4 separate regions of the Mus musculus genome follow, and regions 1, 2 and 3 are each linked to region 4. A link is a contact called in public HiChIP or PLAC-seq and promoter capture Hi-C data. All regions are on one chromosome and are shown on one strand. Each heading gives the region's core, a stretch centred on a gene start, on an enhancer-like site or on the middle of the called end of the contact. The rest is flanking DNA. Distances are from core to core; before and after follow the strand shown. Region 1 has its middle 110 kb from the start of Kcna4. Region 2 holds the start of BB218582 (expressed sequence BB218582). Region 3 has its middle 18 kb from the start of Mpped2. Region 4 holds the start of Arl14ep (ADP-ribosylation factor-like 14 effector protein).

What was found. Promoter capture Hi-C pulls out the DNA fragments that hold promoters and counts their contacts. HiChIP or PLAC-seq counts read pairs in DNA pulled down with a chosen protein or histone mark. Capture Hi-C pulls out chosen DNA fragments and counts their contacts.
Region 1: a contact with region 4 is called in a promoter capture Hi-C map of hippocampal neurons, with 3 times the contacts expected there. The contact joins the enhancer-like site here to the promoter of Arl14ep in region 4. A contact is called at or near these places in 3 of 39 promoter capture datasets (the 3T3-L1 cell line and hippocampal neurons), 1 of 15 datasets of contacts at CTCF or cohesin (the NIH/3T3 cell line) and 1 of 484 Hi-C or Micro-C datasets (cortical neurons).
Region 2: a contact with region 4 is called in a promoter capture Hi-C map of pancreatic islet, with 6 times the contacts expected there. The contact joins the promoter of BB218582 here to the promoter of Arl14ep in region 4. A contact is called at or near these places in 10 of 39 promoter capture datasets (cranial neural crest, embryonic stem cells, frontonasal cranial neural crest and 6 more), 6 of 115 datasets of contacts at active chromatin or transcription factors (embryonic limb bud, embryonic stem cells, fetal liver and 1 more) and 2 of 9 other capture datasets (embryonic stem cells and pancreatic islet).
Region 3: a contact with region 4 is called in an H3K4me3 HiChIP or PLAC-seq map of embryonic stem cells, with 17 read pairs. The contact joins the enhancer-like site here to the promoter of Arl14ep in region 4. A contact is called at or near these places in 7 of 39 promoter capture datasets (cranial neural crest, embryonic stem cells, maxillary cranial neural crest and 3 more), 1 of 484 Hi-C or Micro-C datasets (immediate neuronal precursor), 6 of 115 datasets of contacts at active chromatin or transcription factors (craniofacial prominence, embryonic stem cells, fetal liver and 1 more) and 1 of 9 other capture datasets (pancreatic islet).

What each region holds. Positions count from the first base shown.
Region 1 is chr2:107,397,744-107,404,411 of GRCm38.p6, reverse strand. No RefSeq gene overlaps it. Among named protein-coding and RNA genes, the nearest start is that of Kcna4, 110 kb to the right of the region's middle. Within about 2 kb of position 3,766, at least 5 of the 459 cell types and tissues checked have an H3K27ac peak or open chromatin away from gene starts, as enhancers often do. A contact at or near this core is called in hippocampal neurons, where this site is marked.
Region 2 is chr2:106,646,564-106,652,940 of GRCm38.p6, reverse strand. It overlaps BB218582 (expressed sequence BB218582), which reads left to right and starts at 2,577. Exons shown (of 7, transcript NR_137201.1): 1 at 2,577-2,647; 2 at 4,880-5,066; 3 at 5,479-5,588.
Region 3 is chr2:106,672,317-106,678,974 of GRCm38.p6, reverse strand. No RefSeq gene overlaps it. Among named protein-coding and RNA genes, the nearest start is that of Mpped2, 18 kb to the left of the region's middle. Within about 2 kb of position 1,449, at least 11 of the 459 cell types and tissues checked have an H3K27ac peak or open chromatin away from gene starts, as enhancers often do. A contact at or near this core is called in embryonic stem cells, stem cell-derived epiblast-like cells and trophoblast stem cells, where this site is marked.
Region 4 is chr2:106,972,969-106,979,487 of GRCm38.p6, reverse strand. It overlaps Arl14ep (ADP-ribosylation factor-like 14 effector protein), which reads left to right and starts at 5,091. Exons shown (of 5, transcript NM_001025102.2): 1 at 5,091-5,216.

The DNA of each region.
Region 1 (6,668 bases), core at 2,517-5,016, 430 kb before region 4:
ATTGCAGATCCCTTCAGCTCCTTGGGTACTTTCTCTAGCTCCTCCATTGGGGGCCCTGTGATCCATCCAATAGCTGACTGTGAGCATCCACTTCTGTGTTTGCCAGGCCCCGGCATAGTCTCACAAGAGACAGCCATATCTGGGTCCTTTCAGCAAAATCTTGCTAGTGTATGCAATGGTGTCAGCGTTTGGAAGCTGATTATGGGATGGATCCCCGGACATGACAGTCTCTAGATGGTCCATCCTTTCGTCTCAGCTCCAAACTTTGTCTCTGTAACTCCTTCCATGGGTGTTTTGTTCCCAATTCTAAGAAGGGGCAAAGTGAAACTTAGAATACCCAAGATATAAGATACAATTTGCTAAACTCATGAAACTTAAGAAGAATGAAGACCAAAGTATGGACACTTTGCCCCTTCTTAGAATTGGGAACAAATTCTTAAATATAGATAAGAAAATGGTGGTTTTGAAGGTCTCAGGGGGTAAAGAACTGAGAAATCTTAGTCAAAACGCACATCATACTTACAAAAGATAAAACAGATGGATCCTCAGGTGGTAATGATATGTAGGAAGGATATGGACACTTAGGGGATGAGGCCTCATTGAAGAAAGCATGGGAACTAGGCCTTTGGAGGGCATGTCAGTCTCAAGTACCTTGCTTCTCTGGGCTTCCTGCTTGCCTTGAATGGATCAGGATTGTCCACCCCATACCATTCCCACCAAGATGTTCTTATCTCTCAACAACTTCTCAGGCTATGAAGCCAATGGCTGAGATCTCTGAACATGGAAGAAAATAAATTAGTTTATGTCAGATATTTGCTGCGAAATGATGAGAAAATGTATCCAACAACATTGATATTATGTTAAATGTTCTTATCATAAAAGTGAGTAGGAAATATGAAAATGAGACAAACTATGAAATGTAGTAGATAGGTTTACAGCATTCAGGACTGTGGTGGTTTGAATGATATGCCCTCCACTCCAGGTCACAGGTATTTGAGTACAAGGGTTCCAGTTTGGGGTACTATCTGGAAAAGCTTAGCAGTCTGGTCCTAGTTGAAGGAAATATGTTGCTGAAGGGATGCTCCAGCATATAACAAGGACACATGCTCCACTATGTTCATAGCATCCTTATTTATAATATCCAGAAGCTAGGAACAATCCAGATGTCCCTCAACAGAGGAATGGATACAGAACCTAGTCACAAAAACCACACATACTATGTACTCACTGATAAGTGTATATTAGCCAAAAAGAAGCTCAGGATACCCAGGATACAACTCACAGACCATATGAAACCCAAGAAGAAAGAAGACCACACCAAAGTGTGGATTCTACAGTCCTACTCAGAAGGAGGAAGAAAATAATATTGGGAAGCAGAAGGAGAGAGGGATCTGGGAGGGAGAGAGGAAGAGGAGAAAATAAGGTGAGGGGGCATTCTCATTCATGAGGAGATGGGGAGGAATTTGAAAGGAGGACGGTAGCACTGGGGGAGGGAGAACTAGGAATAGCCCCTAGAAAGTCCCAGATGCCAGGAACCTAAGAGGTTCCTAGGACACAAGGATGGCATTAGCCAAAATACCCAACGAAGGGGAAATAGAACATGTAGAGACCATATAGGCAGGGCCCCCAGTTGAGGGATGGGGCTACCCACCCACCTCAAAAATATTAATCCAGAATTCCCCCTGACAAAATAAAGTGCAGTGACAAAGAGTGAAGCAGAGACTGAAGGAAAGGCCATCCAGAGACTGCCCCACCTAGGGATCCATCCCATCTGCTGACACCAAACCCAGATGCTATTGCTGATGCCAAGAAGCACTTGATGATAGGAGCTTGGGATAGCTGTCCCCTGAGAGGTTCTGCCAGTATTTGACCAATTCAGTTGTGGATGCTCTCAACCAACATCAGAATGAGTATGGGGACCCCAATGGAAGAGTTAGGGGAAGGACTAAAGGAGCATAATGGGATTGTAACTCCATAGGAAGAACCACAGTATCAACCCCAAAGCTCCCAGGGACTAAACTGCCAAGCAAAGAGTACAAATGGAGGGACCCATGGCTCCAGCTGCATATGTACCAGAGGATCACCTTATCAGGAAGGAGAGCCCCTGGGTCCTATGGTGGCTTCGTGACACAGTGTAGGGAAATGCTAGAACACTCAGGCAGGTGTGGGTGGGTGGGTAGAGGAACACCCTCACAGAGGCAGAGGGAGGGGGAGGGCATAAGGGGTTTGTGGAGGGGAAATTGGGAAGGGGGATAACATTTGAAATGTCAATAAATAAAATAACAAATAAAAAATGAAAAATGAGTAAAACCCTCACCTACTCCTAGTTTACTTTGTTTTACGTTTTCAGTTGAAGATGTGAGACCATATGAAGCCTAAGAAGAAGGAAGAGCAAAATGTAGGGCACTTCAGTGCTTCTTCGAAGGGTGAACAAAATACTCACAGGAGGAAATATAGAGACAAAGTGTGGAGAAGTGACTAAAGGAAAGGCCATCCAGAGACTAACCCACCTGGGGTTCTATCCTATATACAGCCACCAAACCCAGATGTTATTGTGGATGCCGGGAAGTACTTGCTGATGGAAGCCTGATTTAGACTCTGCCAGAGCCTGACAAATACACAGGCAGATATTCACAGCCAACCAGTTGACTGAGTGTGGGGTCCCAGATGGAAGAGATGGAGAAGGGACTGAAGGAGATGAGGGAGGTTGCAGCCCCATGGGGGGAGCAACAATGTCAATAGTCCAGACACCATCCCACCCCACCCCACCCCACAGAGCTCCCGGGGACTGGACCACCAAGGAATACACATAGAGAAACTCATGACCCTGGCCACATATGTAGCAGAGGATGGCCTTGTTGGACATCAGTGGTAGGAGGGTGTTCCATGCCTTGGGCCTGAGGGTGTTAGATGCCCAATTGTAGGGGAATGTCAGGGAGGGAAGTCGGGAGTGTGGGGGAGCACCCTCATAGAAGCAGGGGAAGGGGGAAATGGGATAGGGGACTTCCAAAGGGGAGACCTGGGAAGGGGGAAACATTTGAAATGTAAATTAAAAAATTCCAAGAAAAAAAAAAAAAAGATGTGAGCTCTCAGCTACTGTTTCCAGTTGTGTACTAGTTGTTGGATGCCTGTTGCCAAGTTTGCCAAACATGATGGACTCTTATTCCTTTGAAATAATAAGTTCAAGTAAATACTATAAGTATTTCTTTAAGTTTTCTTTGTCCTGGTGCTTTGTCACAGCAACAGAAAAGTAACTGATATAGAAGGATGTTTATGTCCCAGGGTTATTTATTTCTCCAAGCTTATGAAGTTGTAGATATTACACACATTCTATTTTTATATGCTAGTCATACCTCAGCCAAGTGTTTTAAAGAAAAAAATCTTTGATAACATTAAGTTTAACAGGCTGAAGGATGATCAACTTCTACAATATATACATATTTCAAAATAGAAGTGTAGAGTTATAGTAGTATGTTAACTACTAGTAGGTATATGATAGAGCTATAATCATTTACTTATTTCTATTTTATGGTAGCTAAATATTCTACAACAGCATTTATAATTCTTACAGCTATAAAATTATATTAAACATAATTATGAAGCAAGTCTCTGTGTCCCAATTCTGAAGTGAACCAATTGTACATCTCCTACAAGTGAAGCAAGATGGCATGTTGTTATGGAAAGAGTGGAGTGAGTTATTTATGTCTGAGTTATCTGTAGGAAGCTGGCCAGCCGTCTGTTTGGGGTGGGGCAGTTCTCCATCTGGGGTAGCTAATTAGTGATGATAGCTGCAATCTGTAATGTTGCTGCTTTGTTGAAGTAAGAATCATCCTTTGTAGAGTACCAGATCCTTTTAGGAAGAAAACACTTCAAGGTTATCTTTTTAAATAATCATGTTTTCTGAACTTAAAATCTCATTTATCAAGCAGGTTACCACACAAATAAATTAAAGAAAGAAAAGGGATGAGAAGAAAAGAAGGAGAAAAAAAGAGCCAGAAACCGAAGAAGGGAAGGAGAGGGCAAAATTTGGTTGAATCCTCAGATTACAAAGTACCTAGAGGAGAATAACCTTTTATAACTAGTTTAGACTCATCATGCAGATGAGAAAGCTGAAAGTCTATTAAGAAGAAAAAGCACCATCCTCTGCTACTTCAGAGAATGGCCTTATGTGTCTTCAGTGGGAGGAGAGGCCCTTGGTCCTGTGAAGGCTCGATACCCCAGTGTAGGGCAATGCCAAGGTGGTGAGGTGGGAGTGGGTGAATGGGTAGGGGAGCACCCTCATAGAAGCAGGGGGAGGGAGGATGGGATAGGGAGTTTGGGGAGGGGAAAGTGGGTATGTGGATATCATTTTAAATGTTAATAAATAAAATATACAATGTTTTTAATTTATAAAAAAGAAGAAATGGTGCTTGGTGTTCAGCAACAGTATTAGTCTTAGTAAATGTTTGAGTGCTGTGAAAACACGCCATGACTATGGCAACTCTTATCAAAAGAGAAAGCACTTAACTTGGCCTTGCTTATAGGTTCAGAGGTTTAGTTCATCTTCATAATTGCAGGGAGCATGGCAGCACAAAGGCAGATTGGTGCTGGATGAGCAGCGAAGAGCTCTACATCCAATATCACAGGTAGCAGAAAAACAGAGGGCCCCTGGACTGGCTTGGCCTTGTGAAAACTCAAAGACCATCTCCAGTGACACCTTTTCTCCAAGAAGGCCATGCCTACCCTAACAAGGTCACACCCCTTAATCCTTCTAAGTACTGTCACTCTCTGATGACTAGGAACTCAAATATGTGAGGCAATGGTGAAGTGGAAATTTCTGGTTTCTTTAACAACTCCATTGTATCATGTGATGATTTTCCTGGATGCTGTCTTGTGAGCAAGCATGTGATGCTTTGCTGAAAACAGACACTTGAAAGGGTACATGTCATTTAGAAAGAATACAAATGGAACCACACAAACATTGAGAGGAAGCTCTTACATTGTTATGCCTTGCAATGCTTAGCTACCTCACTGGTTTTCACTGCTCTTCACTGGTCTTCCCTAGTCTTCACTTTGTAGAGAGAGATGTACCAAAGAACTTCTCATGGTATTCCAGCTGATTCTGGCTGCTTCCACTGACTCATGCGAAAAGAGCCAGTAGGAGGAGAGCAGTGGGTCAGGCTTAGTGTCTGAGACCACAAAATTACTACATGATGAAAGAAAAAGCAAAGTGGGCTAGAAGGAAAACTGGCTCCCTATCCTGATCCTCATGCTTTCATTGCTAGGTACCCAGAGCATCTCTGTGGGACTAGGGGTGGGGAAGAGCAAGAAGCAGTAGATAAAGGATTAGTTAGTGTTCAGCCAAGAGTTCTACCAGAGGTTTTGCCTGGGGCTATACAGGCACCTTTAACCTTCCCAGTCTTTGTGCAGCATATACCTGCCAGCAATGGTGGTCATTCCTATAATGAGTTGATGTGGCATCCAATAGAAATGTGAGAGCTAAAGCTTTTGAAGGAGGCTTTTGTATTGTATGGCTTGCATTGTCCATTCATTTAATAAATGCAAATTTACTGGGCTGCACAGCATCAAGTTAGTTGCCTATATTGAAAGGGATTGATGTCAGCTATGCTATAAGCTGGCCAGCAACTACAATGGTTGTTGTGGTGGGCACATGAATTCATGAAAATAGAGTAACATAATATAGTAAAGGGGTAAATGTGGCTAAAGACCAACTGCTTGGTGAAGAGCATTATGCTGACCTACAAAAATAAATTTTTTCTCATGATGCTATAACTGAACGATGTCATGTTTCAGCTTTAAGAGCTTAGAATATGATTGAGGAACCAGAGGGGGAAATCCACCTTATTTACTAAGGTAATACAGCATCCTGCAGAATTATTTACTGACTTCCTACAGAGATTGGGTTCAGCTGTAAACAGATCGTTATCAGACCCTAAAATCAGACAGTCATTGATAGATTATGGCCTTTGAAAAGGCAAATAGTGAATGTAAGAGAGCAGTTATAGCATTGAACTTTTGCCACGAGACGTTAGCCTGCTCTCTCCCCTTGCTGGCTAGCCAACCTTCCTCCAGCTCAGCCTGGCTCAGTTCACTGTAATAAGTGGAATGACAGCAGAGACAGCAGCAGCACAGCAGAGGTGGTAGAGGCAATTCCCCCTCCCTGCTCTGGCCTTTTCACCTTCACTTGAACCCTCCTACCTGGCCAGGCCAGAGATCTCTGAGTTTGGCCTCTGGTAGACAGGCATAGAGTTGTTTATGTTCCTTTGGCTTTAGGGACAATAGGAATAATCTTGGGGGAAAAGTGGAATGACTTCTTAAGGATTTATTCTACATCCAGGTATAGTAGGTGGGGAAAGCGAGGAAGAAAGTAAAATTATGGCATATGTGAAAAAGGAAATGCAAATTAATGCAGGAGATAGAATTGCTTGGTTGTCGACAACCAAAGAAAACTCATGGTGTGACTCATAGCTCTAGTTGCATATGTAGCAGAGGATGGCATAGTCAGTCATCAATGAGAGGAGAGCCCATTAGCCCATTGGTCATGTGAAGGTTATGTGCCCCAGTATAGGGGAATTCCAGGGCCAGGAAGCAGGAGTGGGTGGGTTTGTGAGCAGGGGGAGGGGAGAGAGGATAGGGGATTTTTGGAGGGGAAACTAGGAATGGGGATA
Region 2 (6,377 bases), core at 1,328-3,827, 320 kb after region 4:
CCTGACATGACTCCGTGCCCTTATGCAGAGGTCCAGTCTGTTCTGAACTGGCTAAAGATGTGGCAGTCAAAGGTGTCTTTTCATGATAGTGGCAGGCTGTCTTTGGAAAGTGTAAAATCCTCTATTGAAAGGAAGTGCTCTTGACCCACTGTTTTGAGACATCAAATCCTTCTGGCATGGAGATGTGTGCGCACTTCAGCTCTCTGACGCTTCTAAAGTACTTCCAGCTTGTCCTTATTTTCAGAGTTCTATATATTTGGGAGTTGGAGATACTGGTCCAAAGTGACTATTACTTGAAATGTATTATGATAACATAAATCAGAAATAGATTATCATCACCACACATGAGTTAGGTTGTGTTTAACCCTGTCTCTAGGAAGTGTTTGTCCCGTGTCCCGTGGCTAAGATCACAGGGTGTCTCTAGAGTCTAGGAATGAAAAGTTTGTCATACTGTTTCAATAACACTTCAGCTCTTGTCTGAGTACAACTTATTAATTCCAAGTGGCAAAAAGTAGGGATGGGAGAGAGCCAAGGGATTCGGCGTGTTTGGTTCTAGTGTTGACAGCGATAGTGACAGGTGTTATCTACTTTTCTATACTGGTCAAGTGTGTTTGGGTCTGAGCAGTGGTCTGTGAGTGTGCGATATGATAGGCCTGATGCAGCAGAGCCTAGCAGCTCACAACCGACAGTTCCCGAGAGTCACAACTGTTAGCATGTTTCCATGGTGATGCTACTTGCATTGTACAAACTTTGAGTTCTTGGGGTAACCTCATTCTAATTGCGTTTTATAAATAGCCAAGAATACCAACACTCATGTAAACAAAACAGTTTGACACAGTGTGGTCAGCTTGACAATGGTTAAGCCAGACCTGGACTCTAACGTTTCTGATTTCTTATGTATATTTTCCCCCAGATGACTTGTATTAATCTTAAGTTTCCAAAAAGGAAGAACAATTTCAAGGTGATGCTATATTCCTTTGATTTGTTTAAAAAAAAAAAACCCTCAAAAGTAAAAAAACTCATCTCATCTTACCAAATCCTTTGCATACTGCATCTAATATAAAAACATGATTTATTTATACATTAATTAAATGGTCTTTTACATTCATGACTACCACAGAGAAGAGTCATAGATTTGAAGGAAACCCTTTATTTAAATATGCCTTTCTTGGTGAGTAGGTGGATAAAAAATAAAGAGGAATAAAAAAACAAACCACTAATCTTCCGCAGGGGCTATTTCCATGGAAGTCCACCACCATGCAGGACATGGTACAAAGATATCTCTCAATGTAGATGACAGAGGAGCTGACCTTACACTGGCGGGAGTTGACATTATTTTAAAAGTAACAGAGAATTTGGCTACAGTACAGAGTCATAAAAAACTCTTTTTTTTTTTTTTTTTTGAGAGAGAATTGGATGTGACCAAACTTTCTTAAAAGGTTTATTTAAAAGGTGTGCTGCATACAAGTAGTAAATCCTTCATTTCTACTAAGTGTAGCTGAAGATGACTCTTTAATAAATATCCAACGAGCTCCTGTAAATTTGTTTTCATAGTTCTTGCTGGAGTTGGAAGGAGGTAAATGAGTCATAAACAAAATAAATGTAACAAGGAAGATTACTTAGTTTATAGAAAAATGTAATGAATAAATTAAATTCTAAATTAGTACAGACCTAATGATACAGTGTTTTCCTCCAAGGCTCAGCTGCTTGGAAACATTTTTTTGTCTATTTGAGTTCACGATGTCCTGATGTTGTTTTGGGGGGATAACCAGATTTACAAAAGGAACAGAGGTGAGCCAAGTTTTATGTCTTCGTGGGGATATATACATATATACAAGTCATTAGAATTATGCATAACTATAAACAGTCTTAAAATGATAGATACATAAAAGTTGGCCATTTAATGAATGTATTCGTCCTCCTTAAGATCATGCGTAGGCTTATATCTCACACTACAACAGTCATAAATAATACAGCAAGTAAGTCAGCTTGGTATTAAATGCAGAATTTTGTAATGCCTCTTACACACCCATGTCTCTCAGTCCTATAGTTAAAAATGAAAAAGTCCCATAGTCCCACCCCCCGCCCTCCGCCCCACGGCCCCGCCTCAGTCCCTAGCAGCCCCAAATACATTTAGTTGTTCTGTGGGACCTTTTTTCTTTTCATAAAAAATTATTCTGTCACACACTGTGCCTGTATCTGTCATTTTATCTGAATTGCATGTGAATTATACCTTGAATAGATTTCCCCACACTGGAGAAACGAACGCGTTCGTTCCTCTTCTGAGTATTTTAGACTTGTGTGAGTTCTTCCATATTTTTGTTTTTTGTTTTTGTTTTTTTTTTTTTTTTTTGTGCAAGGCCGCCAGCAAGGAGGCCTGGAGCCTTGAATGCTGACAGCCTCCATTAGCGTTAATGCGGGCCTCTTATCTCCCAGGCTCTCCTGCGCTCCCCCCTCGCTCGCTCTTGTCTGATGGTTCACTGACACCGTTGACAAGGCTGACACCACCAATCAGCTTCGGCTCAGCAAGGTCACTGTTCAGACTTGACTCGTGATTGGCTGCTGCGCTTCAGCGTGTTATTACTGTCTGATTTGATCGGAGGCAGGGGGTGGTCTCCAATCAAACAGAGAAAAGGTCCTGGAGAAGGTAATTAAATCCTGTCAGAGGCAATTATCGGTTCCAGGGCCATGACTCTGGCCCTGAATGCAGATGATCTGAAACTGTATTCTTGTAGAGATTCAAGAGGGCTCCTGGCGTGGTTCAGTTAGGCACAAAAGGAGCGGCAGGCTCTCTGCAAACAATCAGCTTTGTATTTGAACCTTTTCTTCCTTCTTTCCCTCTTTACCCGAAGATTTCTGGTTTTTGTTGATTTAAAAAAAAATCCTTTTCAGACCACTTTCTAATTAATTTAAGAGACAACGTATCGCTTTCTTGTACGTAAATAATGATACGTTTTACCAAAGAACTTCTGCCTCCAAACACAGGCTAGTTCAAACAGGCTTTACCAAGGCAGAGGGAAAGATCCCACGCAACAGCAGTCGGTAGCTTAGACCACATGAGGAGAGACTGTCACATTCCAAGGCGGTGGTGGCTCAGACTTAAGACCCTAGCTTAAAATAAGGGTGTGTGTGTGTGTGTGTGTGTGTGTGTGTGTGTGTGTGTGTGTGAATTCCGCCCTATGACAATCTCGAAGTTTCTTCAAGGTAATCTACTGGTGTTAGCCTGCATCGAGTGGGGATAATTTATTTACTTTTACTTTTTAAATTTATGAGAAGGTTTCTCTCTTACACTAAGATAATCATGAATTCCTAGCTACTGTCAGGTTAATATCAAAAGCAGAAATGTGTGATACCCCACAGCCTCAGCACTATTTAAAAATCAGAAGGTAGTATAGTGTCTCCCTGTTGTCCCCTACAGCCCCACAGGAGGAGGGTAAAGTGAAGTTTAGAATGTAAGGAAAGTGCATCCTCTCAAATATTTAGGGGCCTCCATTTGTAACTGGAGGTCTAGATTATCAGGAGAGAAAAAAGGGATAAGGTGTTTCCATCTGAGAAGAGGAAGCGAGCGAGCTCTGTAGGCACAGATTTGTTCTTACAGATACAGAGGGCTTCAGTTACCCTTCCTGTGTGATTTCTCATCGGCTGCTATTACATAGGTTTTATGATGTGGGTTTTGCCCAGTAATTTGGGACTAGGAGGTAATTGTCTCTGGAACCTGAAAAGTGTTTGTTGTCGTCAACAGTCTGAAGGCAATCGTTGTTTCTGTGCTTTCCTTTATCTTTATCCGTATCAGACAGCATAGAAATAGCGCCGCTGCACCCCACAAACACCCACTTGCCCAACTTGAAGCCTAGATTTCATCCACTGTGTGCTGTGAGCATAGGCATTATTTTTACAAGGATAAGATGTTCAAAACACCATTAAAACAATTTCCGAGTTGTTGCTGATGAAACAGTTTAAACACTAGGGTTTCTCCCCAGGGAACAGTTAACTTTCCTGTAATCTTGGCTGCTTTCTTTGTTCTAAAACACCATATTCCTTAATATGTGCAACTATTTGTTTTGTTGAATCTAAATAGATACTCTAAGCAAAACAGATTTTTTTTTTTTTTGGAAGTAGTCCCTGCTACTAGTCCATTAATCAGAATGAGGTATTAGGCTGGGAGAGAAATTTGTGGGAGACGATGTTAATAACACTGGGTAGTGCTTCACCACTGAAGAGCTAGATTGTAAACAGCCCCAAGTCCCGCACTGCACGCAGGACTGGGAAAATGATATTTGGTTCATTCTATATTGTGCTTTTCTGCAACATCAAAAGCTCCATAAACCTTTCTAATAAAGATAAAATAGATCCAAACAAACAAATTGCTCACCAGTACGACATACTTTAGGTCAATAGAAGGAAGGTTCACTGCTAGTGTTGAAAAATAGTTGCATGTCTTTAAATGATTTGTTTGTTTTCCTCTGTGGGAGTGACCAACCTTTCTTCTTTCTCTCCTTCCTTCCTTCCTTCCTTCCTTCCTTCCTTCCTTCCTTCCTTCCTTCCTTCCTTCCTTCCTTCCTTCCTTTCTCCCTCACTCCCTCTCTCTCTTTCCTTTGAACTATAGTATTTCTTTTTGTTTAGTTAGGCATTGTATATTATTATGTGTTTATGTTATTTTGTGGCAGCTGTTTTAATAAAGATCCCCTCAGAAAGAAAGCTTTGGGGGGTGGGGAAAGAGACAACACTTACAAATAGAGCAAAAGAAATGAAAATGTTTCCTCTGATAGTTAAATCAATGCTTTAAATTTGAAAAACAATGAGAAGGAAATGAGGCTGGAATACCCAGGACCACTTTACTAAAGAATCCAGCATCCTCAGGGCAGCAAATGTCTTTTAGATGTATCTTTAAAGCTGTCCTGCTGAATTGGAAGTCCCTGGAGGGCAGAACTGGCACCCTGTTCAATCTGGAATGCCCAGAAATTCAATCAACAGAAGTCAGTATTGATTTCACACCCTCCTGGACCCCTATTTGAGTCTCTGTGTGGTGGCCCCTCTCCCCGGAAGTGAAGTCTTCCAGACTATGAGTAAGTATATCGCAACATTTTTTTTTTATGATGTGGGAGACTCAATCCTGATCTGATTATTGTTTTCCCACATCAAGTGTCTAATCTGTACCTTAAAAAAATAGGAGAGTTTCAATGTTCCCATTTAATTTTCTGCTGGCTCAAACTTGAACCACCAGGACTCCTTCAATGAAAAAAAAAAATACCCAAGGTCATTATAATTAAGAGAGCTAGCTGAGTACATCATGTTTCTTTAAATGATTTGTAAACAGAACTCTCTGGGGGTACTATGCTACATTCCGTAGTAAAATATATTTTAAAATTTATGGAAAACGTAGAAAATAATTCACCTTTATCTCCTTATGTTAGGTTGCTTTGGTCAGAGTTATTGGAATGAGAAGAGAGAATTTGCCTTTTAATTGGTCTTTTCCAGACTTCTGGTGAGATTCCTAACACTACCAACCTCAGGAGTACAGAGCCCAGAGAAAGTCCATTGGGGTCCATTTTCAGGATGGTGCATATGGGAACAATAATTTATGAACGGTAATAAGAGTTGGGGATGCAATTCCCTGCCCAACATCAGGATAAGTGTACCCCACTGATTACCGAATGCGCAGAAAATCCTTGACTAAATAGGATAAAAGCAGTCTGCACTTCTTGTTTGTAAGTTGGCATTTTTCAAAAGCAATTGAAAAAAAAAAAGAGAACATGAAAATCTCAATGAAGAAATATGTTTTAAGAAACATATATATTTTTTAAGAGGTATAGATGTGGGGGTTGGCAGTGAAAAATCATCTGAGCTTTTCCACACAGGAGATGGAAAAATTAGCTTGCACTGCTGTGTGATGCTGCTGTGAATTTGCCTCCTTGCTAGCTGTGGATTTTCCCCTCGAGGGATCTGAAAATGTATCACGTTTTATTAATTTATTGGCTCTGCACCGAGGTGTATTGTAAGCCAACTTTAAGTACTTAATTTTGGTATTTATTCACTGCTCATAAAAAGAGGCAGCTTTCCTGACAAACCCTGAGGATGTCTATAATCAACCAGGGATAAGAAATCTAAACACATTTCAATATGCTATTTGTACTTATTTTTAAATTCATTGGTGGGTGGTTGGGTAGTGGTGATAGTATGTGTGTCCATGTTTGTGTGCTTGTGTTTGTGTGTATGTGCATGTGTGAGTGAGTGAATGTGTGTAACCATGTTTGTGTGCTTGTGTTTGTGTGTATGTGCATGTGTGAGTGAGTGAATGTGTGTGTCCATGTTTGTGTGCTTGTGTTGGTGTGTATGTGCGAGTGTGTGTGTGTGTGTGTGCGTGAGCGCATGCATGT
Region 3 (6,658 bases), core at 200-2,699, 300 kb after region 4:
CCACAAAGTTATTTCCATTGCTACTTTCTAACTGTAATTCTGCTACTGTTATGAATCATAATGTAAATATCTGATATGCAGGAAGTCTGATATGTTACCCACAGTAAAAGGGTCATCCACCCCCCAAAGGGGTCATGGCTGGCAGGTTGAGAATTGATTCTCTATACTCATGAAACTGTAACTTCTCATTCCCTCCTACAGCCACCCCCTGGTAAGCATCGTTTTTCACGTCTATGAATTTGACTCCTCTAGGTATCTTATATAAGTGGATATGTGGAAACCACGTGATATTCATCCTTCCATACTTGGCTCGTTTCACTTGTCATGATGTCTTCCAAGCTCTCTTTGTATTGCAGTCTATGTTAAGATTAACTTGCTTTTTTTTTGGCTGAAGATATTCCATTGAATGTATGCACGCTATTTAGTTTATATCTATTGATCTGTCACAAAACATTTGAGCTGATTCCATTGACTATTATAGATACAATTGCTGTGAACATGGGTAGGTCTATGGCTATGCATTGGAGTCTCTGTTTTCCATTTTTGGGTGTATATACATAGTGGACTTGCTAGGTCATTATCTATTTACTCTTGAAGAATGTAATCCCCATCTTCATAAACAACCACATGCCCAGATACAGCTAAATATCTTCTTATTTAAGAACCCATTTCCTAGGGCTAGAGAATTGGCTCAGAGCTTAAAAGCACTTGCTGCTCTAGCAGAGCATCTGGGTCCCATTCCCAGCACCTTGATGGCAGCTCACAACCATCTGTAAGTCTGTCCAGATTCCAGTAGTGAGCACCAGACATCACTGAGGTTGCTGTGAGGTAGTCAGTGACACCATGTTGAACAAAACAGAATTGATTCCTTAGTTGTACAGAGCTTTAAGTAAGGAAAAATCCAAATATGATGACAAACCAGAAAAACTCTTTGGGGGAATAAATACATTCAGCTCACCAAATTAGTTGTGCTTATTACTTCAGATTTTTAAAGCAATTTCATACAATTGACAGTCGTGCCCAGAGCAATGAATGCCAGCATTCACCTTTCCCCCATCATAATATGCTACCAGTTTGGAGTTTTTATTCTTCTCACTACTTCTTGGACATGATAAGATTAATAATGCTCACACAGCATGTCAAAATTATGCACAGGCATTGTGACCACGAGCAAAGGAAGGAAAAGCCACAAAGTGACGAAGATTAACATGACTGTACAGAAGATTCCCAACTTCTAGCAATGAATCAATCAAGTTAGGCTTGAGAAAGACTGGTGGATCCATGGCCCATTTACATCACAGTGGGAAAGCATGGGGGTGAGCAGAGGTTGAATACAAGTTAGCCTGAAGTAGGAGGGGGAAGGGAGGAAGGAAGAAGGCTAGGCAGGTGTGAAAGTTCTGAGATAGAAAGAGATTTGACCATCTAGAGAGGAATGTGGAAAGGACCTTTAGGAATGAGGAAGCAATTAGAAATCTCAGAAAAGAAGAGCCCCAGTAAGTCTCAGTATCAGAGGGCAGCAGAGGTATGCTGAGTAGATGACATAGCTAAAACTGAGGGACATGCCAAATCGCCATCGTGGGAAGCAGTTTTCAGTGAATTGGCTCTCCCTAATTGGGGGGGAAGAAGGGCTATATAGAATTTGAGGAGTGGGAATGGGTTTTGGGGGTGAGTGTACATTATTGGCTAGTACCAAGGTGCTGGTAATGCTTCATTTGCATGAAGACAAATTCCAGGTGCTGGCTGGACAGGGGGAGGGGGAGGGGGTGAAGGAGGGGGAGGGAGAGGGAGGAGAGAGTGTTACACTTGTATTTTGGCCACCAGTCTGCATGACTCCCTCAAGGAAGGCAGAGGTGAGGATCTTAGGGGCTACATGCCCTGGAACATTTAGGCACAGACCAATGAAGGAAAGTTCCTACCCCTGCCGGTCTCAGGGCAAGATTTTGGGGGGTTGGACACATTTTTAATCTCACTCTTGTTTTGAACTGGTTCCCCTAGTTGCATGGCTTTCTGGCCCCACACCAATGGTAGAAGCCTTCCCTTTACCTCTCCTCCCTCTCTCTCTCCCCACTTCTGAGTGTATGCACACATGCATGTATGTGTGCATAAGTGTACACACACACACACACACACACACAAACACACACACACACAAACACACACACACACAAACACACACACACACAAGCACACACACACACACACCAGAGAAAAATGTCAGGTCGTTTTTACTTATTATTCTTCACTTTATTATTTATTTATTTATTTATTTATTTATTTATTTATTTATTTATTTATTTGAGACAAGGGTCTTTTACTGACCCAGAGCTCCTGGATTCAGTTAGATTGAGTGGCTAGTGAACCTGTGGGTCTCCCGCCTTCCCTGCGTTGGGATTGCAGGCCCACCACCCACGATCATCTTTTGCCATGGATTCTGGGGACACTACGTCAGGTCCTCAGGCTTCTCCTTCAGTCTGAGGCAGGCTGGCGTTCTTATCCTTCAATCCTCATCTGCTGTTCCCCTTTATTGCACGTTCTGCTCCTTCATCCTAGACAGTCTTTTCCTTTAAAAATTACATTTAATCACTTAATAGGTTTCTATCTGTATCCTGGAACTTGTTGTATAGACAAGGTGAGCCAAACCCCCAAGTGCTGATTGAAGGCACACGGCGCAATGGCTGGCCTCCTGTAACATACATGTGTGTACCTTTCCCTGAAGCATAGTCCTTGAAAAATCACTTCCTTTCTGAAGTGCTTGTCGTAGGTATGTTGAAGTTTAAGCGCATGGTAGTACATGTCTAATATTATATGAATGAATAGCATCAACTCTCCTTGTAAGAAAGGAATTCCCTCTTCACTTCTTCCCCAGTGATTTGGATTAGGGCAAGGAACACACACACGCTTGGTCATAGTCCCTGGTTGACACTCTAGTAACCTCTCTCTCTCTCTCTCTCTCTCTGTCTCTCTCTCTCTCTCTCTCTCTCTCTCGCTCTCGCTCTCTCTTGCTCTCATCTCTCGATAAAAATAAAAGTTCCATGATGCTAAAGTATTATAAACTATTTTATTTTTACTGTACTTACTTCTACAAATTATATCCACTCCAGATAACTAGTGTTCCTGGTTCAGGCTTAGCAGATGACATACCTGAGGGATGCACAGTAAGGGCTCAGGAGTGAGGACCATTGGAGGGCTGTGGCCAGGGATGGATACTTCCTGCAGTATACTCAAGATTGAATCCACGGCCTCCTGCATGTCAGGTAAGTGTTCTACCATTGAGTTATATATTTTGCCCAGGAGTAGACTTTTAAAAATCTTAATATGAACATAATATCAATATTCTTGGAATTATGAAAATTTAAATGTCTATAATAGTTAGAAAAAAATTAAAGGTGGCCAGAAGAACTTAAATAAGTTTTCAAATGTTACTTTATATGTAAAGCTTTTTTTTTTCTTCTAATTTTGACTTCAAAGTGTGAGAGGTTTTTTTGGATGTATATTAAACCCTGATAATCTATTACTTCACCTGGCCCCTCTTAAGTGCAAGAAGTGCTTTTCATTGAATGTCTGTGATGTGCCTAACAGCCTTGTAGTTATTATTGTTTATTCTATGACAGTCTTGCAGGGGAAGTGTCGTTATTCCCACCTTTAAAATCAGAAAACCAGGACTTGAGGAGATTAAATCAATAGTTGATGTTCACAGAGCTAAAAGAATGACCTGGCCATACCTGGCTGGGTGGTGAAACGAAGCAGCTCTCAGGCTGTACCCACTGCTGAGTCGGTCTGTGAATCACTTAGCAATTAGTTAGGCTTCATCTGAACTCATCATTCCTCAGAGTTTTTTTCTGACGATGTTGTCAAGGAGAGACTTTGTTTCTATGTCTCTGAAAGTCTTGCTGTAATAGCTACAAAAGAAATCACTGGAGTGTAACCACCGCTTTGTAGGTGACATTTGCTGGTGTTAATCCAAACCAGCACCTGTGTGCTTCACCTGTGATGTCACGGTGAACCCTTTTAACTCAATCCCACACAATGCTTCAATGACAAGTGGCTTAGGGCCCAGAGGCTGGCAATTTACCTAGGAGCCCAATTGCATCCAGGAACCGGACCTGGACAGTGTGACTTCAGCCTTCAGGCTGTGAGCCACCCACACTAAGCCAGAGCTACAGCTGGTTGGCAGTATTCACATGTGTTCACTGAACATAAAGATTTCTCTAGAAGTTTAACTTGTTCTCTCCCCCCACAACACTCTTTACCCTGTGCCTCTTCTCTAAATGACTATTGTTCCCAGCTTCTTTTTCTGCTGCTATTTTTTGTAACCAAGATCCTTAGGTAACTACGGGAAGCATATGGGATTTCTGCCCAGAAAAAAAAAAAAAAAGAAGGAATTTTCATTGACTAAAATAGAGCACATTTAAAGTACCTGGAATAGACACCTTATGTCAGCTCTGTAAGTAAGCAAGCCTGAGTGAGTCTCAGCTTCTCCACTTTCACTGCCTGGCATCACAGTGGCGAAAGCGAGAGCGGCTGCGGTGTGCTGGAGTGTGAACATTCCATTGGCCGTTGCCAGAGTTTGATAAAAGAACACCTATGTTACCTGCTGCTTCTAGAAAAAGCCCAGCGCTCAGGACCGTGATATTTAGACATTAGTGAGAAATATCCAAGGGAAACACTAGTCATTTGTGGGGAGAAAACACAGATATCCCAGTACTGCAAGTGAGTCAAATTGTGAGAATTGTTCCCAGATTTTCTTTTTTAAATAACGTTTCCCAGATCCATTAGGATAATCTATGCTTCACCACGTCACGTGACATTATATGGCACATATTCAATTGAAAATACCTGCTTGTTAAGAAGAGAAAGAGATTAGAGTTGATGGTTTTTCTTTCATCAGGAGTTTTGGGAAACTGTACTTCAGGGAAGCATGAAGGAAAGGTAGTTTGTCCTGATCAAGCCAGCTCAGCCAGTCAACAGGTTCTCCAGGGTAGCAGCGAGAATTAGAAAGAAAAATGACAGTTAAACAACACGTAGCATGGCCACAGGCAGTTCTGAGACTGAGGCTAGGTTTTTTTTTTCCCCAGTTCGCTTGCTTGCTTTCTCTCTCTCTCTCTCTCTCTCTCTCTCTCTCTCTCTCTCTCTCTCTCTCTCTCTCTCTTTCTCTCTCTCTCTCTCTCTTTCTTTCTTAGATTTATTTATTCATTTAATGTATGAGTACACTGTTGCTGTCATCAGACACACTAGAAGAAGGCATTGGATCCCATTTCAGATGGTTGTGAGCCACGATGTGGTTGCTGGGAATTGAATTCAGGACCTCTGGAAGAACGGTCAGTGCTCTTAACTACTGAGCCATTTCTCCAACCCGCCCATCTGCTTTTATACAACTTTAAGTACTTGCAAGAAAGAAGGTTGGTTCTAGGTTAAGGAACAAGCTAGACAATAAACACAAATAGTCAAGGAACAAGCAAGGCAATAAACAAAGTCCTATGAGCACTGTTTCTAAGGGCTTATCAGGATAACCAAGATATCTGAGCCTACTTCCCCATCCAAGCCCAAAGTCATCTTCTTGCCCAAAGCGTACTTCTTTGTTCTAGTCCCAAATCAGATTCCTGCCTGAGCTTACTTCCTTGTACCGGCCCATTATCAGATTCTGCCTGAAGCCTACTTCCTTGTCCTGGTCCAAGGTCAAATTCCTGCCAAGCAGTCCCAAAAGCTCTCTACATAGTCCAATGAAGAGACTTCCAACCTTCTCAGCAAGGTTCCCACTTAACCAAATTGATAAAATTTGACAATGACAATTATCAGATCCATGGAAAAGATACTCTGATACTTCAGGAATTTATATAGGACACCGAAGTATGCTCCCACTCCAGGAAACCTTACTGTTAATGTTGAGCAGTAGTTTCTGTTCTTGTAATGCTGTCAAGCTAGGATGACAAGTCATAGAATTGGGACAGACTCTTGAATGCTACAAAGTAGAAGATATCATTTTTAAGTTTATATGGGAATTTATATTTACTTTGGGGTCATTGTAGTCACGTAGTCCTCATTCTGTTTCTTTAAGCTTTTTGTTGTTTTTTGTTTGTTTGGTTGGTTTTTGTTGTTGTTTTGATGACTTATTTACTTATTTATTTTGGTTTTTCTGAGACAGGATCACACTATTCTGTCTAGCTAATGTGGAACTGTTATGTAGAAAAGTCCAGGCTAGCCTGGAACTTAGAACTTCTGCCTTCTGAGTTCTGGGTCTCAAAACATGCACCACTATTATGCTTCTATAAGCCTTAATTGTGGGAGAAAAATAGCATATAATAAGCAATATGAATCATTTTATCTGAAGTCAAAAATCTTAAGAAATGTGTGGATTGGATATGACTATAGAACTGTCAATATCTGTTTCTAACTTAGAAAATGTTAATTTCACATGGCCCAGCCTAATGTGATAAGGAGTTAATAATCTGTGAAGCAAAACAGTGTTACATTTGGACATCAAATGGGGAGTGAACTTTTTTCCCAGGTTTGCAGAAGCTTTGGTTTGCGTAGTTTTACAACCTGATTACATTTTGAACTGAAAAAGTAATTGGAATGTAAATGTCCTGTGCCATTACTAAGCATTTAATAAGTTTTGTCTGACACAAGAGACACCTTTAAATTTCATAAATCTAAACAA
Region 4 (6,519 bases), core at 3,842-6,341:
CAAGCTTAGAAAGGAAAAAATAAAATATATGGTTCGAGTATTAAAGGGACACCAGAATCCTGTGTTCAAGGATATGAAATTGAATTAATGGAGTGGTGACCTTGGGGCAAGATCCCACACAGCTAAATTTAGGTCCAAGCATGGTGGTACAAACCTTTAATCCCAGGAGACAGGCATACAGATCTCTGAGTTCAAGGTGGGAGCACTTTGAACAGAGTCAAGGCAGGCGTGGTGCAGGAGGAGGCTGCTAGGGAAATACAGGCAGCTAGGACAAAGGTATTCAAGCCCTCGCCCACAGTGACACGCCTACTCCAACAAGGCTACACTTTCTAATAGTTCTACTCCCTGGGCCAAGCATATACAAGCCATCACAATTACTAAAATTCTTAGAATAAAATTTTACCAACAAAAACAAGGAATTGTCAGTACATACAATATGAATGAATTTTGGAGATAAGGTTTAAACACAAGAAGCTAAGTCTGGAAAACCACATGTCATACAGTTGCAAAGTTTAAATAACTGCCAAATTAGTCTATAGTAAATGGCATTAGAATGGTGGTTACCTGGGTAACAAGGAATGATAACTGGGGTGCAGAGTGATTGGGTGTTGGGGACACTGGTGCTTCCTGGACCTTGAACTACAGCAGGAAAGTTGGTTCTATATTGGGAAATACAGAACCAAAAATCATACGTCATAGATAGGCAGGCCTCAAACTCTCCTCTGTGGTGTTAAAATTCAGTTGGAACGTTTACAAAACTGGAAATCAATTAAATAAATTGACCCCCTTTCAATTGTCCATGGACCACTCCAAGGCCATCTCTCTCTAAGTCACTCACTACCTTTGCCCCATGTCCTCAGTTCCTTTCCTCAGGAAAGGGAGAGGCCTGGTGAGGGGGGCCGAGCACCCTCTTGGAGGCAAGAGGGAGGAATAATGGGATGAGGAACTATGGGAAGAGGGACTGAGAAGGGAGCTATGGCAGGAATATAAATAAATAAAATAATAAAGATTGAAAAAACATCCGGCTTCAATTCCCATCACTTCATGAGGAGGGTCTTCTTGCACCCCCTAGGGTGCGTTTATACAATTAAGGCATTTATTTTGTTCTTCGTAGTTTCTTTTCTCCACAGTTTTCTTTCGTTCTTCTCCATATATAGGTCCGCAGCTGTGCTGGTTTCTGTGGCTACTGAATACCTGAAATGTGTCTAGTGAAAAATGTTCAAGGTATAAAACATGAGATTTCCAGGTTTTAATGGGAAAGAAAAGCAGCACACTTTTATGTTAATTACATCTTAAAATGTCTCAGACAGGCTGGGTTAAACAATATGTATCATTTTTCCTTGAGCGTTTTCTTTGGTTTGGCTTGGTTTGCGTGGGGGATGTCTCATTTTGTTTTTCTCAAAGCCCCTCACATGGTAGCTTAGATTACCCTAAAATGTGCAACAATCCTTCTGCCCAGGCCTCCCCGTTGCTGAGATTACATACGTGACCCCACCATGCCTGTAAACAATAAAGTTCTAAGATTAATTTTGCCTGCTTCCTTTCATCCCTTTCACGTCGCTCCTAGAAACCTGTGATTCTGCCTTGACTCACGTTATACCTGGGAATATAGGGAGCTGGTCAGTTCTGCCTGCAGCAGCTATTTCAGCAGAGAGCCTTGTTCTCAGTTCTGCCTGCAGCAGCTATTTCAGCAGAGAGCCTTGTTCTTGGTTCTCTCCTTCCAGGGATTGTGGGAACTCTGTGTGCTTGGTTCTCAGCGATCTCCTTCGCTGGGTTGTGGGAACTCTGCCTTTGTAGTCTCCCTGATACCTCACCTCCTGCTCCTTCTCAGATAGCTCTTCTAATGTCTCCATTTATTGTTCTCAAACTTCATTATGCTTCAAAACCACCCAAGGGCGTTTGCAGAACATTATATTCCTGGGCTTTATCTGTAGAATCTGATTTAGGATAACAAATGAGGGCCCAGGATTCCAGACTCATTTGCAGTACTGTTTCTCATTTTACACCATGCATTCACTGGCTAACTTTTTTTCGCCCTTACCTACCTCATCCCTAAGGATGCAGCAGTAATTACAGACTAGCATTTCCCAACCTGCATCTTCCAGCTTAGAATCCTCTATCCTGACTCTCTTCACCTGCTATCTCTATCACAAGCACAGCTCCTGTAACACCGGAAGCCTTCGCTCCACTCATTCATTCTGGTTCACTCTTCCATCTGTGCTACAGCTCCACAAGCCAAAACCATCTTCCCCTTCCCATTATCTCTATCTAATCAGCCAGGAGATCCCAGTTCTGCTTCTTGATCAGCTCTTATCCTCAGTGAGCCTTCCTCATTCCTTTAGGTTAGGGTTTCAAATGCTTGAAATATTGAGTCAGTTAGCAATTGCAGGGACCATCCTATATATTATAGGATGCTTAGGAGTCTCTCAACCTTACTCTCCCAAGGACCAGTTAGCATCTCCTAAAGGACAGAACCCAATACCTCATGATGCTTAGGTTGGGGAACCAGGAGGAAGAGAAGCTTTCTTACCCTAAACCCCGTTAGCCCCATAGAGACATAGCCTTATTTGAGGCACTGGCATCAGCATAAGAGATTCTGGGTCCTGGCCCCTCCTTCATTCCACACTCCTTTTTTTAAAAAGTTTTACAGTTTTCATCAGGATAAAACACAGTAGCTAATGCAGCATGAAAAGGACACCATTTGTCTTCTACTTGCCTCCCCAAGCCTTCCACTCCAATGATGCTGAGTGCCTTTGCAGCTTAATTAAGGATGGATGAAATTCATAAGAAGTGGTAACTGTAGCCAGTAAGTATGCGAGTAGCTTAGGAGATAAATGCAAAGCTTGTGGGATGTTTTAAATTTAGGATATGAGTAAGCGTGCACTTTGTGAAACATAGGCAGAATTGTGTTAAATATATGTAGTAAGTTAGTAAACTATAAGGCATGCCAAAGTTAAAATAAATAGAAAATATGGTGGAACAGAGGGTCACTTGCAGTCAAAATCAGACGAGAAAAACTGTTATCATGATATATCTAAAGTGACAATTTTGTCAGCCCTAATTCAGTCACATTTTTGGAGACATCTAAAATAACCTCATACGTTGCCTACCCAGTACTAGGTATGAGTTGCTGTTCTTCAAGTTGTTGGCTGGGGTGGGGGGTGGGGGTGTCTTATAGACTTCCAAATGACACAGCTGTTTGGAATCCAGGGTGGAGTGAAACCATTGAATTAGACCACTCCACACAAAGAAGGGCTTACTGGTGACCAAGCTATCAAGACTACTGGGGAATAAGGGGAGCAACTGAAGGGCATCTTTGAGCTGATGTAGGCCGCTCACATTGGCTGAGAACTAGATACCTTGCCCAAGGTAGTTGTCATTCAGGGCAGGGTAAAGGAGGCTCCTGAAAGATTAAGGGAGGTTCCTGCCTTTAGGCTTCTAAGTACCTAGCCAGGGTCCTTCTGTTTAGGACACTGTCACCAGCACCACTATTTCAAGGGGCCACTTTGGACCTAACAGAGAGGACCCCACGAAATCCCACTCTTCTGAGGAGCTTTTGATGTTTGATGCCTATTGGTGAAGAGAGTCAATTTTCTTCAGGGATGCATTTCCTGATTTTCTTTCATGGATAGCCTCACATAGCAAATACTGACAGCAATGAATGGACTCTGGGTTTTTAAAAAACAAGCAAACGAAAACAAAACCCAATATACCTGCCTTTACGTGAGAGAAGGTAGAAGGGAGTGGAATCTCTGCCTAGCTGTAGGCATGCCCTAGTCTCTTCCCTTAAGGTCTAATCCAATGGGGCAGGTCAGGGTCTGGCTGGGAGACATCTACTAGGAAGGTAGGTTCAGCTTAAGAGCAAGTTTTCCCTTCCCAGACTCCTTCCAATGCCCCATTCAGTCCTAAGAGCAGAGCCTTGGTTAGGTTTGGCTGACCTCAATGGGTCTGACCTGCTTTCTGAGGCACGACAAAAAAACTGTGTAACTATTTATTGTTCCATCTTTTTCCTTCAGGTGCTGGCCAGAGCTCTCTAACTTAGCATTAGACTTCCTCCTCTTTGCGGAAGTTCCACCTCTCACCCCAAGGCTGTCTGCCACTGAGGCCGGTCATATTTATACTCTACATCTTCCTCTTTGGGACAACTTAAAGATTAACAAATTGCCTGCTCTTGGGTTTTCTTTTTAAAATTCTAATAAGTTGTCCTTGAGTTGTTCTGTTTTAGTTTATTCTTTTATTAATAAAACTAAGATCCCCAGGAAGGAACCCAAATTCCTAGGTTATCATATGTTGACTCTGCAGGGACACCCAAAAATTTCAGGTAATGCTGTCCTCCTTTTTAATCCTTGAGCTGACAAAGAGAACCGAACCCAGTCCTGCACTTCTAGATGACATCACTGGAGGTGGAGTTGATCCAAACACACCATATGTGTCAAATTCTCAAAACCAAGAAAACGTTATATTCATAGCCGCGTGGACTACCTATAGAGTTCTAGGGTCCAGCCTCAACTACCTGGCTGCAACCTTGTCCCAAAATTAAAACAAAAACTCACGCACCTCAAAACAACAATGATTACACCTCTTCTCTCCACCCCCAAAATGTAAAGGTTAATTTCCTGTGGTGTACCTTTTACTCAAAGATCTAGACTTTTTTTTTTTTTTTACAATATATAATAGAGAGAGCGTTTTAGAATATGTTTAGTTGGAATGGATCAAAAAATAAAATGTGAGACTTTAAATAAAAGGTCCATTCCTTGAGTTGCATTTAACTCTCCTCCAGGATTAGGGCTATCTAGGTGCGTTTGTTTGGTGTCCTGCACAGAACAGATTTGCAAACGAAGTAAAGGAAACCTGTGTTTGCTAAGGGCCTCCAAGAGCCTCCCAATTCCCCAACCTCAGGAGAGGATACAAGTTCCCCAAGGCGGGCGAGCAACTGAAGCAACTCTTGCGTTGGATTGAGTCATCCCCCCTTGTCCCCCGCACCCAGCCCTTCCTCCTCCGGAGGCCTCCGGGCTGGCTTCCGCTCTAGGCTCCTCCTGGTTCCTCTCCATGGTACAAGCGGTCTCTCTAGCCGCCCTCGCCGTCCTCTCGGTTTCTGCGCGGGGCCGGCGGTGGTGTGGAAAGCCGAGCTTGGCCTGTGCAGAGACGGTGCTTCCGGAGCCCAGCGGAGACCCGTGGCAGCTCAGGTGGACCGGGCCGGGTCGGGCCGTAGGGCTGTGAGTGGACTCTACCGATGGCACTTGAATGTGGGAGGCCGCGGTGAACCGGGAGGAGTGTTGGGAGGGGAGGCTTGTACGGCGGAAGGGGCTTGTAGCAGCCTGGCACCCGGCTCTACCCTGCACACAGTAGGTCCGCCACTGCATCAGATTGCAGGGTTTTATTTGAACCAGGGCCTCGCCACTGCTGAGCTTCATCCTCAGCTTCTTTGTGAGGACTCACTCGTGCCAAATGTCCTAAACTACCCTCCAACTCATCAAGCCCCTCCTGAGTAGCTCAGATTACAGAAACGAGTAACCAGGCCTGGGGCTTTTAAGTTTTGTTGTTTTGTTTTGTTTTTTGAGACAGTTTCTCTGTGTAGTCTTGGCTGACTTGGAATTCTCTATGTGGACGAGGCTAACCTAGAACTCACAGAGATCCGCCTGCCTCTGCCTCCCAAGTCTAACTTTAAAAACATTTTGTTTTATTACTTTATTTTGTATGGATGGATGTCTTGCCAGTATGTATGTGCCAGCAGTGCGTGGCTGGAGCCCCGACAGATCAGAACAGGGCGTCGGATTACCTTGAAACTGGAGTTACAGGATAGTCTGAGCCACCGGCGTGGGTGCTGGGAATTAACTTGGGTCTTCTGGAACCATCTCTCCAGACCGTCTTTAAAATTCACAATCTTCGCAGTTCTAACCGTGTGATATTTAGTTACGCACTTTGGTGGGTTGAGGGTTTCATTTGTTTCGTTTTGTTTTAAATTTTTTTCTACCCTAGTGCTGTTGATTATGTCTGATGAGTTGAGGCATTGGCAGAGAGTAGGGGCATTAATGAGTGAATCCCACGCGGGGTTGTGGTGGGGATCATTGCAGAGAAGTGGGATCCGATCACATCGATTTCAAGGAGAGTCTGCCATTTGGGACTCTAGGAATTTCTGACCTTGTGTTTATTCAAAAAATTTCTAAAGAGTAAAGTGTCAGAATTTGCTAATTAGAGAAGCCTTGGCTGTTGAGGGAATCCGGTAGTGCCTTGCCTTTGGAGCTTTGCATATAATGCACTAACAAGTAGCAGAGTATGGTGTTGCTGTAAAGCAGAAAGACTGGAAGTTTACTCTTTTACATAGGTTGATGGAAACCTCCGAGGTGAAGGAGGAATTAGTGATGCTTGAAGAATTGATACGAACAAGTGGGGTATACAGATGACTGGATCCCATGGTGGCTGGAGAATATGTGACCCCCGAGCCACCATACTCTGAGGAGGTTTTGCTGACTTGACCTGTGATTGGCCAAACTTGGTGGGCCTAGAGACAATGTAACT